2 separate regions of the Mus musculus genome follow, and region 1 is linked to region 2. The links are chromatin contacts, called in public promoter capture Hi-C maps. All regions are on one chromosome and are shown on one strand. The core of a region is the stretch at or near the end of the contact, and the rest is flanking DNA. Distances in the headings are between cores, read along the strand shown. Region 1 holds the start of 4732419C18Rik (RIKEN cDNA 4732419C18 gene). Region 2 holds the start of 4933417D19Rik (RIKEN cDNA 4933417D19 gene).

Region 1 (6,110 bases), core at 2,303-4,802, 520 kb after region 2:
TATGTATGTATGGTTTGTATATGTATGTGTATGTATGTATGTATGCTGTATGTATATATGTATGTATGTATTGTGGTATATGTGTATGTATGAATGCATATGGATGTGTGAATGTGTGTGGTGTGTGTGTGTGCTGTGTGTCTATATACGTGTTTGTATGTGTATGTGGTCTGTGTGCATGCAGTGTGTGTGTATATATGTATGTATGTGTGTGTGCATGTATGTATGTGTGTGGCCTATGTGTATGTGGTGTGTGTGTATGTATGTATGGTATGTGTATGTATGTATGTATATATGTGTTGTGGTATATGTGTATGTATGAATGCATATGGATGTATTATGTGTGTGTGATATATGTTGTATGTGTGTGAGTGGTGTGTGTCTGTGTGTCTGTATATGTGTTTGTATGTGCATATGGCCTGTGTGCACATATGTATGTGTGTGTGTGCATGTATATGTGTGTGTGTATGTGGTCTGTGTATGGACATGTGTGTGTGTGTGTGTGTGTGATATATATGTGTATGGTATATGTGTGTGTGTTGCATGCATACATGTTCAGATGTGTGTAGGCACATGAGGGCAAACATGTACACTGAGTGTGGAAGCTGTAGACTGAGCTTGAGTGCCTTTCCCAATCCTTGTCATTTACTGAATCAGGGAATCTTGCTGAACCTGGAACTCACTGATTTGGATTGTCTAGCTACCCAGTTTGTCTGGGGCATCTAATCTAGAATGTACTAGTGGTCACACCACTGTGAATACACCAAGCATCACTGAGTTTGTACTTTAGATAGGTAGACTTCATAGTGGGCGAATTTCATCTCGTAAGGCCGTTTTAAAACAATGGGAGGGGCTCAAATCAACCAAGACTGTTCTTTCTTTTGGTGCCAATTGATTTTTGTAAACGTCACTCAAACCTAGGCATATTCCGGGAAGAGGAGCGTCAGCTGAGAAGGAGCTCTCGCTGCATGGCCTGTAGGCAAGTGTGTAGGGCAAGTTTAAAAAGTCAATGATCGGTGTGGGAATGCAGGCCTCTGTGGGTGTGCCACCCCCCCCCCCCCCGGCAGGAGTCCTGGGGGATGTGAGGAAGCTAAGCAAGCCAGCAAGCAGCATCCTACATGGCTGTGCTTTCCTTCTCGCCAGGTGCTTCTTGACTTGGCATCTCCTGATGGACTATGCCCTGGGTGGGACATGTACGCCGAATGAATAAATCCTTTCCTCCACAAGTTGATTTTGGTCAGTGTTTTATCACAGCACTAGAAACCTAAGGCAGGTACACACGTGAAATAAATGCATACGTGTGCACACACATGCACGCAAACACCACATGCATGCACACACACGAACGTGCATCATGTCTTCCCTCTGAGAGGAATTTACTCCTTTTGTCACCCATTCTGAAACTTGCTGTCAGTTGTGAAGGTGGATAGCCTTGGAGACCACAGGAACACTGACACCAAGGCGCACTCTCCTGGGTATTTCTCCCATGGGCACTTCCTCCAGAGTTCTCTCTCTCTTCCCCCACTCCCTCCTTTTCTCTCTCTCTCTCCCTCCCCGCCCTCTTTCTATTTTTATCTCAAGCACATAGTGACTATTAGTTCTCACTAAGTACTTCCGAACATAAGGCTTGATGGGCTTGCCTTGATAAGAAGAGATCCATTTAAAAGCAGTATCATGCAAAGTAAATATTTTCCTTTCCTCCTTTGAAACCTGACCAAGATGAACCTTCCGGAAAACATCTGCGCAGATGCTCTTTGGTCAGGCATCTCGACTGCTGTCATCCTTTGTCTTCACAACAGCCTTGCTCACATTGTCCCCTCCAAGTAATAGCAAATACTTCTGTGCTCTGGTCCCTGGGCTAAACAATTAACATTTTATTGATTATGTCACAGCACAATTCTGTGCTCAAATTCATTTCTTGTCAAAAGACATTGCTGCTGGCCCTGGTTTAGAGCTATAAACTATCCAACACGAGCCTTTTTTCTTTTTTCTTTTTTTTTTTTAAGATTTATTTATTTATTATATGCAAGTACACTGTAGCTGTCTTCAGACACACCAGAAGAGGGCGTCAGATCTCATTACGGATGATTGTGAGCCACCATGTGGTTGCTGGGATTCGAACTCAGGACCTTCGGAAGAGCAGTCAGTGCTCTTAACCGCTGAGCCATCTCATCCAACATAGGTTTTATTTCCTGGTTTCATTAAACCTTCCCATGGTTTTCACTAGACTGTGAACACTGACGTTCCTTCCAGTGTGTGGCAGGGCCCTGGAAGCCACCTGATGTGGGTGCACACACACCAGTGTGTACTGTGCTATGCTGTGCTGCAGCAGCGACAGGTAGAGATGCCTTCAGGTGGGACCTAAAAGCCAAGTGGCTTCTGCTGTCTCAGTAGCTCTGATTCATGTGGTTGAGGCAAAACTTCCTGGAGCTCCGATGCTGTGAGGCGACCCCAGGCCATGGAGAGACCCCACAGAAACACACTGAAGAGCAGCTGGTTCAGCTCAGCCTTGGCATCTCCCCAGCCTGATCGCCTGGCATGTAGTTGTCAGAGGGTCTCGGGTCCTGGCACCTAGCCAGTGGCATTCAAAACTGAGGCTTCACATGCTGATGCTGAGTCAGAGCCCAGCCATCCCCACTCCCGACCTTCCAAATTCCTGAGGCACAGAACTCATGGGGTCAACAAAGCAGCCATTGTATTAGACACTAAGTATGGAAGGACTTTGCCGGGCAGCGGGTAAGGACTGCTTCAGTATAGCGTGGATCAAATGATATGGGTGACCTTGTTAGCAGGCCAGCAACTGCCCCAGGGACCATCAAGGTCCAAGTGAAAACACAGCCTTCAAAATAGTATTCAGGCCCATTTGTCCCGAGGAAAAACCCTGGCTTCCTCCTAGAGTTATTTGTGTGTGTGCCTTTTAATTTTCAAGACGTTCTTAAATTATTTATTGAGGCTCCCATTTGTTTCTGGTTAGATTTTAGGCTCTTGGAAGCCAGACCACATCATACTGTGTTCTCCATACACAGGCATAGCACCAGGAGAACTTAGCACCTAGGCTCTGGTCAGCAGGACTCTGGGCCTTGACTACCTAGTTCTGTCACTGCACTCTTTCCTTCTGGCCTGGGAAACTTTGCCTAGGGGGGTTCCAGGAATGGACAGAGCCCAGATAGGTCAGGAGGCCTAGAGTAAAAGCAAGCTCTCAGCTCCCAACAGAGCCTTACCTTACCTAGGACCAGTGCCTTGGAGACTCATTTTAGCCCAAGAACACGACCCTAATCCATCCCAGCGCTGCTCTGAAGTTTCAAAGACAGAACGGCAGAAAAGGCTTTTGTACCTTTCACTCCGAAAATTCACTCCGCAAACGAGCACGCGGCGTTCCTACCTGCTGTGAGCTCCTCTGGAGGACTGCAGATAATAACAGTGATTATTTCCTGTCTGCGTTGCTGAGCCGCTCCCTCCCTAGCTGGTCTTCCTATTTCTATTTTTTGCGCCTTTAAAAGGCAGTCTTCACCCAGCAGCTGGGCAATCTTTTTAATATGCAAATCAGCCTCTCTCCTGTTCCTAATCCACCAGTGATTTCACACTGTGGTTAAAGACCGAGCCGCAGCTCAGGCCTGTGTAGCCGCCCTCTGCCCTTCACCCTCTTGACACACAGCTTCCGGGTCAGTCCTCCAACCTCACCGAGACTCTCACCTCCCCAAGGCGTTTTGCTCGCGCCATCTCTTGTGTAGATCTGTATCAAGTGCAGACCAGTGTATGCGTCAGCTCCCGAAAAGGATTCCTCACCTGGCTTCCTGTGCAGCCTCAGTTTACCACAGTGTCCGTCAATACAAATCCACCACAGACGGTGTGTCTACTCTCGGAGCAAAACAGCCACCACACGGTAGGCTCTCAGCAATCATTTGCTGAAGAATGAATGAATGAATGAATGAATGAATGAATGAATGAATGAGAAACACCCCACAGAGGATATGATGATGAGACGCTGTTGACAGACAGGTAAGGGCTTCTGGGGACCTGAGGCCACACCCTCTTCTCTGGGCGGAATGTTTCCCACGGAGTGAGACACAGCTGAGTGTGCCCGAGGCTTTCAGCCCTCTGGGGTCCTTGGCTGTGATGTCAGTGACTCCCTCAGCATCACATCTGCCTGGACCAGATCATTGTTCCTCTTCCTCTTGACATGCTTCCATGACAACTTACAATTAGGTCGGGCCCTGCCCTCAGAGAAGATTTTAGTAGAGTAAGTCACCACGGGACGAGGAAGAGATGCTGCAGGGCCTTCTACTGCAGCCCATCCCAAGCCAACCCTGTAGCCTGTGTCACTGTGAGAGCCACTCTGCCCGGTAAGGAGCTCAAAATGAATCACCATGACCGGGGCCCAGGTCTCCTCCACCAGCCCCAAAGACAAAGTGGGGCAGGGAAACCAGCCGAGTCTTTCTAAGTCTGTGTGTGACTCAGAGGTCAGGTGCTCCCCTACTGTAGGTCTGTTCTTTGTGGGCTGAGGGGGCTGAGAAAGATAATCTACACTCCAAGAGGACTGTAAGAAGCAGCAGGTGGTGGCTCCTGAGGTTGAAGGACAGGTTCTGGTTGCTCTTTGCTCCCCGATGGAGTCTAGCCACAGGAGGGCCATGAGCATTTGAGACAGCCCTCTGCCATAGATCTTGCTGCAGCTCTTTACCTTCTGCATGACTCCTTTTGTTCTGAGACACGGATCAAAGTTTCAGAGCCTTTCCCACAGGAACCCTGGAATGAACCCCTTGGTATGTTTATCCAAACTGGCATGTTGGGCTGGCGAGATAGCTCAGCGGTTAAGAGCACTGACTGTTCTTCCTAAGGTCCTGAGTTCAAATCCCGGCAACCACATGGTGGCTCACAACCATCCACAATGAGATCTGACGCCCTCTTCTGGTGTGTCTGAAGTCAGCTACAGTGTACATTATAATAATAAATAAATCTGGCTTTGAGCGAGTGGGGGCCCGACGAGAGGGAGCAAAGGCCCTAAAATTCAATGTACTCACATACATAAAATAAATAAATGGGGTAAAAGTAGATAAAGTAGCTGTCTGAAGTGGGTAGCTACCTGGACACAAAACACTAAGGAAAAAAAGACTCGGGGAAGGAGCTGGAAGCTCCCCTTTTCCTGAGACTCCAGAAGCAGGAACAAGAAGCACCACGGTGTACACAGCCTCCTCCCCAAGGGCCGGCTGGCTCCACTCAGTCCACAACCAGGCAGGCGGGTGGGTGGAATCATGACCTGGAATCTCCAGGATTTCCCATAGCAGGTAAGCTCTTGGTTCTGAACCATTCTATGTTCTAGAGTAGTGGTTCTCAACCTTCCTAATGTTGGGACCCACTCTTTAATATGTTGTAGTGAGCCCCAACAATAAAACTATCTTTGTTGCTACTTAATAACTGTAATTTTGCTATTGTTATGAATCATAATGTCAATCAATATCTGACGCGCAGGATAACTCATATGCAAAAGAGATCACCACCCACAGGTTGAGATCCACTGTTTTAGATTCTTAACAAGGTCCCTGGGAGGTAACCTGGTACAAGAAGGACCAGAGAGGCTCCCAAGGTTTGTTTGACCTTCTCCAAGTCCTGCCTGGGATCTGACTGAGAGGCAGGCTCTCATAGCAGGCTCATCTCTCTCTAAAGTTCACAGACCATCTTCTCCCTTTCTGTACAGTGGCCATGATGGTACAATCAGATCACCGCAGTAGGGGGCATACTGTGTCACCTGAGAGCCTAGGCCTCTCTCTTAGACCTGCCTGACCAGTCTCAGCCAAGATCTGCTCATTGAGCTGTCCCTACTTCAGCAGGAGAGATCAGACCCTCACCCAAGTCAACGCTTCCTGGCCAGGCTCTGACTCTCACTCGGGTTAGGCTCGGCCAACGGGAATCAGAAGGGAGCCGGCTCAGAGAGCAGGCGGGAAGGTTGAATAATCTGACGACGTCTGAGTATTGTTCTCATGCTTTTGGTGGTTTAACACTGCTAGCTCTGTGTGTTCAGAGCCGTAAGCTGCTGCTCTGCGAAGTTTTAAAAACTCTGTAAGTGGCTTCACACTGCAGTTAGCAGTTTATGGTCAGCTTCCCTTCTTAAAATT
Region 2 (6,441 bases), core at 1,693-4,192:
TAGGATACTTGTAAGACTGTCAGAATGGAAGCCCTTGGTGGACGCGGCTGGCACTGGTGCCCAAGGAGAGGATTGGTGGACTGAGAGATAAAAAGCCTTTCCAGAAGACAGTTTGGCAATCCTTTAATGTACTGTGGGGTTTCGATCCATGCAACATGGACAGTGTCCTCCGAGGGCCCTGCATGAGGAGCAGGAACAGGCTTGGCTGAGGTGGACCCGTGTCCTCTGAGGGCCTGCATGAGGAGCAGGGACAGGCTTGGCTGAGGAGGTGCCACTAGAGGAAGTGTGGCAAAGTGGTGATCTCTGTGCCTGGGCCTTCGAGTGGTTGATGAAAATCCAGCCCTTCACTATCCCTATCCTGAGGATTGGCAGTTTAGGGACCCTAATGAGGGGTCCTGGTCTACCCGCATGGGAGATGAGGGTATAACTTCTTCCTGGTTAGCTGCATGCCCAGAATGAGCTACGTGGAGTGGGGCGGTGAGCTGCTTTTTGGCAATAGCCTGAGAAGTGGCTTGTACATGCTCCCTTCCTTTCTGGCTGGTAGGTAGCTGATGGCAGAGAATCACTCCTGCTGGGTGGGAGTGACAGCTCCTCCCACTGCCTGGGAGTGTGCCTCACTAACAGCAGAGGTGAACCGGGGTCCTCACAGCTAAGTAAGCTCTGCTCTTTCAGACCCTCCCACGTGGCCCAAATCTAACTCGGGGATCTTAACTGTGTCACCTGCAAGCCCCTGGGTGAGGGTTTCTCAGCACGTGGAAAGAGGGACATGTCCTCAGTCATACTCCACAGGGATCAGGTAGGGAGCTTCAGGCAGTTCATAGGGTGGGGTCTTTCTGAGTTTGGGTACTGTAACAGGATAACCTGGACTTCTCTACCCAGCACATCTGGGCATGAGGCTAGGGATGAGAGGGAAGGATCTTTTTGATTGAGCTCGGCCTGCTGCACCAGGGCTGAGACTGCACCAGGTGAGAGCGTTCCACGAAGGCTCTACCCTCTTTCAACTGCAGGTCCTGAATGGCCCCTGGGGAGTAGGAGGGCCAGGGTAGCCAGTGGCCTAGGTCCTTTTCCAAAAGAAGCACCATGGAAACTGTCCCCAAAATTGTTGGGGTCCATCTGGGCCTAGGGATGGGCCCCAGGACTGTCATAGAGCAGGTTATCCACCTGTGCTCGTTGCAGCCACAGGCGTCTCTGGTTGTCACCAAGAAGAATGCGCAGTGAATGAGTCGGGCGGCAGGCAGATAGGGCAGTGCAGTGGGTAGCATGGAGCTGGCGGCAGGTGTCACAGCAGAGGGTGGGTAGGTTGCCAGGGCTCAAGCAGCTGTGTGCCTGGTAGCTCAGAGGCTCAACAGCAGGCCCATAGGCCGAGGATGCAGCTGCTTCTGCCTGCCTGTGTCGGGGGCTGGCTTGCCCGGGGCTTGAAGGGGACTCAGGGGGAGCTAAGTCTCCTGAGCGACTCAGCTCACGGCGCAGAGAAAGGAAGGAGAAAGCAGAGGGTTCTGGCTCCAGCTCCTCTTCCAGAGCCCCATATGGTGGGCTGCTGGCCCGATGCATATCATCAGCTGGCGGTTCCCAGGGCTGACCTCCAGAACCCCATAGTTTGGCACTCTGCTCCCAGAGTGGTGGCCTGTAAGCCAGCTCCACAGGAGGCGAGTCCAGCCCTGGGGAAGGCTCACCATACAGACTGGCCTCTGAGCTCTCATCTTCCTGCAGGTCCTGATACAGGTCCACTGGGGCCCCATAAGTGGCAGGTGTGCCCCGAGGGGGCAGAGGTGGTGGCTCCTCATCTTGGGCCAGGCGTTGCTGCAGCCAGGCCACACAGGAGGCTACATCCCCACTAGCCCGTCGAGCTCGGAGCAGCTCCTCGGCTGGTAGTACGCTTGTACCCAGCTGAGTCAGGACCTCACTTAGGATCTCACACTCCAACCGAAGAGCAAAGCAACCTAGGGCCACCTGCACCAGCTGGCAGGCAGGGGGTGGGGTGGTCACCATTAGGCGGTGGTTGTCCCTGCGCACGTAGCCCATCTTCTGGAAGCTTCGAGTCAGGAGCTCCTCAGAGAGTACACCCTTCAGCACATGCACATAGCCCCCTGAGAAGGTCTGTAAGGAAGGGTCCTGGTCAGACATGCACTTCCATAAAGGTTCCTAGATGTAGCCTATGTGGGTTGAGCCTGCCTTGACCTCGGTGCACTTCTGAAGCTCCTGTCCACCCCCTGATACAGTTTCTATCTGTCTGGAGTGAGCTTGGATGTCAGACATTGTTTTCCTCCAAGGGAGAACCTAAACCCTTGTGTATGCTAAGCAAGCATTGTGGTCGAGACAAGGTCCTTGTTGTATAGCCCAGCTTGACCCCAAACTCACCATCCTCCTGCCTCAGCCTACAGGAATATTCCACTGTACCTCGCTGGCAGGTAGCCTCCCACGACTGTAGTATTCCAGAAAGTCCAATGTGCTTTCTAGATCCAAGCTACCAATGGAATCAAAGCTCCAGGGTTTAAGCTTGGGTCTTTCTAAGTGTGACCGTCTACAACAGCTCTAGGCTTCCTTGGAGCACTTCTGTGCATAGCACCCTTAGGGAGAGGATGTCTACACACAAGGAGCACTGGCCAGAACACCCTCCTTAGGGCGTTGCACCTCGACTTAAGAGAAAAGGGGCTTTTCCCTAAAACCACACAGCTAGGAGGCTCTATCCTTGCCAGCTCCACCCCAACACTATTTCTGAACTATTCAGTGTGAAGGCCACGCCTGGCTGCCTCTGTCCTCTGGGGCGGATGGGTGGGCTTCTAGCTTGACAGAACTGAATGAAAGTCCTGAGATCTCAGGTATTCCCGTGGAGCAGCAGGCTGGTGGGGTGTGGAGGGGGAGACGTTACCATGACAACCGGTGGAGGTTTACCTCGCCCACGTGCATTCTGACGTCATTGCCTTCCCACTCAAAATTAGCTCAGAGCGGCCCTACCCCCTCTAAGTGGTCTGCCATCTGACCTAAGGACTAGGCCAGCCCTGGACCTGGCCGCCTAACCTGGACCCAGGCAGGAATAAGATCCCTGCTGTTCTGATCTGCTGTTCTCTTCCCAGTCTTAGCAGCCTCCTTTTACAGATGGGGACCAGTCCACATCTTAGAGGAGTTAGGATGACCATAGGACATCAAGTACCTCCCTCACCCACCCACGTCTACCCTAGAATTTCCATGGCAACTAGGGCAGTGAGACTACTTTGAGGACAGCCATATAAGTTCTAGGTGAATGACTGGTAGGCATGCATCCCAACACGCCCACGAGCCCTCAACGCAGAACCCTCCCCTGAAGAGGATCTGCAGCCCTCAAACAGCCTGGACAAGGACGGGAGTGAAGGAGCACCACTGATGCCATACCTTGATAGTGGTGAACTCCTTTCTCCAGGGCAGCAGGTACAGGTGCACAGCGGCCAGCTCTAGGAGCTCAAAGGCGCGGGCCAGATCTTGGAGGGCCGGTGCCAGGTCAGCCCGCCCCCACAGGCCATCAGTGAACAGGGCTAGCGCATCGTCCTGTAGCGCCCCGTGCAGGTCAAAGTCTTCCACCAGAATCTGCCAGAGCACCGCGCGCAGCGAGGGGTCGCCGCAAACGCCCGCGCGGCCGCGCCGCAGCTCGCGCTCCAGGCACTGGCGATAGTCCTCGGACAGTGAGCTGCTGCCCATCCTGATCAGGTCCGGGATGAGGTGTCAAACTAGAGACCATGTCATCTCAGCTGTGTGTGCGACTCTCAACCCCGCACCCAGCAAGCCCAGGGCTCCCTCCAACCTGGAAATAGGGACCTTGGCAGCTTAGCCAACTCTCGGAATCTATGGTCCCTGAGACGTGGACGCTGACAGCTCAGTGACCACAGTATTTGTAGCCTCCCCTCCCCAGGACACCTTCAGCCCCGCTTGCTGAGCGTCCTCGTATCAACAGCTCCGCTCCCACTAGCTGAACCTCTTGCAGCCAGAGCCCCTCTCCCACTGACGGTCCCCGTGGGCGGCGGTGCTACCTGCTAGTCGCCAGCTATTCCAGAGAGCTCCGCTTGGGCCTGGGTCTCTCCTCGCTCTTCCGCAGAAAGTCAAGCCCGCCCCTTGGCCTTGGTCGTGACGTTGGTGGGCGAGGCTGGAGTCGGGTGCCGCCCTTTCGGCTAAGTAGGAGGGTGGAGGTGTAGGCGTGGCCTGGGCGAAGCTGGGCGTGGCCCTCCCCTGCAGCTCACCTTTTGAAGTTCTCTCAGATTCACTAGTTAGTCTTTCAGCTAGTCTGAGTGGGAGTACACAGTGGGTGTATGATCACTGGTCGCCAAGATGTGCCTAGCGGAACCGGTCTGAACCAGGCTGGACTTTGGCTCCTCAAGCCAACCCACAGAATAGCCAAATACCGGCTAGGCGGGGCCTGTCTTGGCAGATCATGGACCAAAGGAGGTCAAACACACGTATTTAAGTACAATTTAAAACGGGTGGGGTGGTGGACTGCCCAGTGGGTATGAGCACCTGCGTGGCAGCTCATTTTTTTGTCTTTAACTCCAGTTCCCAACATCCACTTCTGGCCCCTGCATCTGGTGTTTTTGATGCACATGCATGCAAACAAAATAATTATAAATAATAGAACGGGAGGTCCTTCGGACTGCCTCTGCAGGCTTTGTTTCCTGGTCTCTGGCACTTCATTTCTTAGTCCCTGAGAAAGTCGGTTAGGGAGTATTTGAGGCAGGATGAATGTATTCACCCTCCAGGACAAGGTGTTCCTTAAGTGTGTGACCTACAGACCTTCAAAACTGACCGGGATCCTGAAATCCAAGAATTGGTCTGGGTGACCTCAGGGAAACTGTTAACCTCAACTTGCTGTGGTCTTAGGCAACTCACTCAGGACCGAAGGCACCTTCTCCTTAATCTTAAACCCTAAGCTTCGTGTAAGCAGTAGCTTTTGCTTCATCCACTTCTGGGCAGCCTGCACCCTCGATCTCTCCAGCTCACCAAGCCTAGGCCAAGTTTGATCAAATAGAACCTGGCATAGGGGAGGTATCTGTCTTCTTGAATTTCTCACAGTCAAAGGACTTCAGATCGTGTAACTAAGCAGGCCACAGTCCCCAGGTGCCCTGCTGGCTATCACTGAACATAGAGGTCTTTTGTTGTGAGCTCACCAATCCAAAGGGGAACCTTGGTTGGCTTTCGAGGTTGCTTCAACTCACAGTGACATAGTTTAACTTCTGACAAATCATAAAGATTCCATGCTTGCCTTGTTTCAAGACAAGCCTGGATCCCGCCTGCGGCAGAACAAGGGGATTAACAGAAAAAGGAAGAGGCCTTGGGGGCAGGGGTGTGACCCTGAGGTAGAACAATTGCTTGCTTTGTGTAAGGTCCCCAGGTTCAGTCTCTAGCATTGCAAAAAATTATGTTACACTAACGTCGAAGCTAATGTTCACCTGCAAAAGTGTTCTTTTCTTCTATTTGTAACTTGTAAATTATTCTGGATTGGGATGAGCCTTGAACTAACGATATTGATGTTCTTCCTCCAACCTCTCTCTCTGTGTGTGTGTGTGTGTGTGTGTGGCCCTAGCTGTCTTACAAGTATCTTTGTAGACCAGGCTGGCCTAGAACTCACAAAGAGCCACCTGCCATTGCTACTTACTTTTCTTGCTATCTCAGGGCACACAATGTGTACTCTGTACATCCTCCACACACCTTAGTTTCAGCAGGGCAGATTGGCACTAGTGAGGCCATTCAAACTCATCTTGCCTGGGACTGTAAGCTGCTTTCTTTTTTTTTTTTTTAATTGTTTTTTATTCCGTATTTTCCTCAATTACATTTCCAATGCTAGCCCAAAAGTCTCCCATACCCTCCCCCCCACTCCCCTACCCACCCATTCCACTTTTTGGCCCTGGCGTTCCCCTGTACTGGGGCATATAAAGTTTTTGTGTCCAATGGGCCTCTCTTTCCAGTGATGGCCGACTAGGCCATCTTCTGATTCATATGCAGCTAGAGACACAAGCTCCGGGGTACTGGTTAGTTCATAATGTTGTTGCACCTACAGGGTTGCAGATCTCTTTAGCTCCTTGAATACTTTATCTAGCTCCTCCACTGGGGTCCCTGTGTTCCATCCAATAGCTGACTGTGAGCATCCACTTATGTTTTTGCTAGACCCCGGACTAGTCTCACAAGAGACAGCTATATCAGGGTCCTTTCAACAAACGCTTGCTAGTTTATGCAATTGTAAGCTGCTTTCTACTCAGTCCATCCACAGTTGTGTCTTCCCAGCTCCATCACATGCAGCATTGCAGTTTCCAAATGTTTTCCTCAACCCAATGTGTGTGTAGTTGTTATTGCTTTAACTTTCTTTTTTCTTTTTTTGGAGACAGGAGCTCATGCAGCCAGGTTAGCCCACCACATTCTGTTTTTTTTTAAATGGATTTATTATTACTATTTATTTATATGTAAGTACCCTGTAGCTGTCTT

What was found. Promoter capture Hi-C pulls out the DNA fragments that hold promoters and counts their contacts.
Region 1: a promoter capture Hi-C map of liver shows a contact between it and region 2, with 2.2 times the contacts expected there. The contact joins the promoter of 4732419C18Rik here to the promoter of 4933417D19Rik in region 2.

The regions. Positions count from the first base shown.
Region 1 is chr8:123,750,676-123,756,785 of GRCm38.p6, forward strand. 4732419C18Rik (RIKEN cDNA 4732419C18 gene) reads right to left here and starts at 3,553. Exons shown (of 3, transcript NR_166622.1): 1 at 3,383-3,553.
Region 2 is chr8:123,232,149-123,238,589 of GRCm38.p6, forward strand. 4933417D19Rik (RIKEN cDNA 4933417D19 gene) reads left to right here and starts at 2,943. Exons shown (of 3, transcript NR_045849.1): 1 at 2,943-3,405. Spata2l (spermatogenesis associated 2-like) reads right to left here and starts at 4,110. Exons shown (of 3, transcript NM_030176.3): 1 at 4,002-4,110; 2 at 3,370-3,701; 3 at 107-2,097. The coding sequence starts at 3,672. The coding sequence ends at 1,120. It overlaps Cdk10 (cyclin-dependent kinase 10), which reads left to right. Exons shown (of 13, transcript NM_194446.2): 13 at 1-108.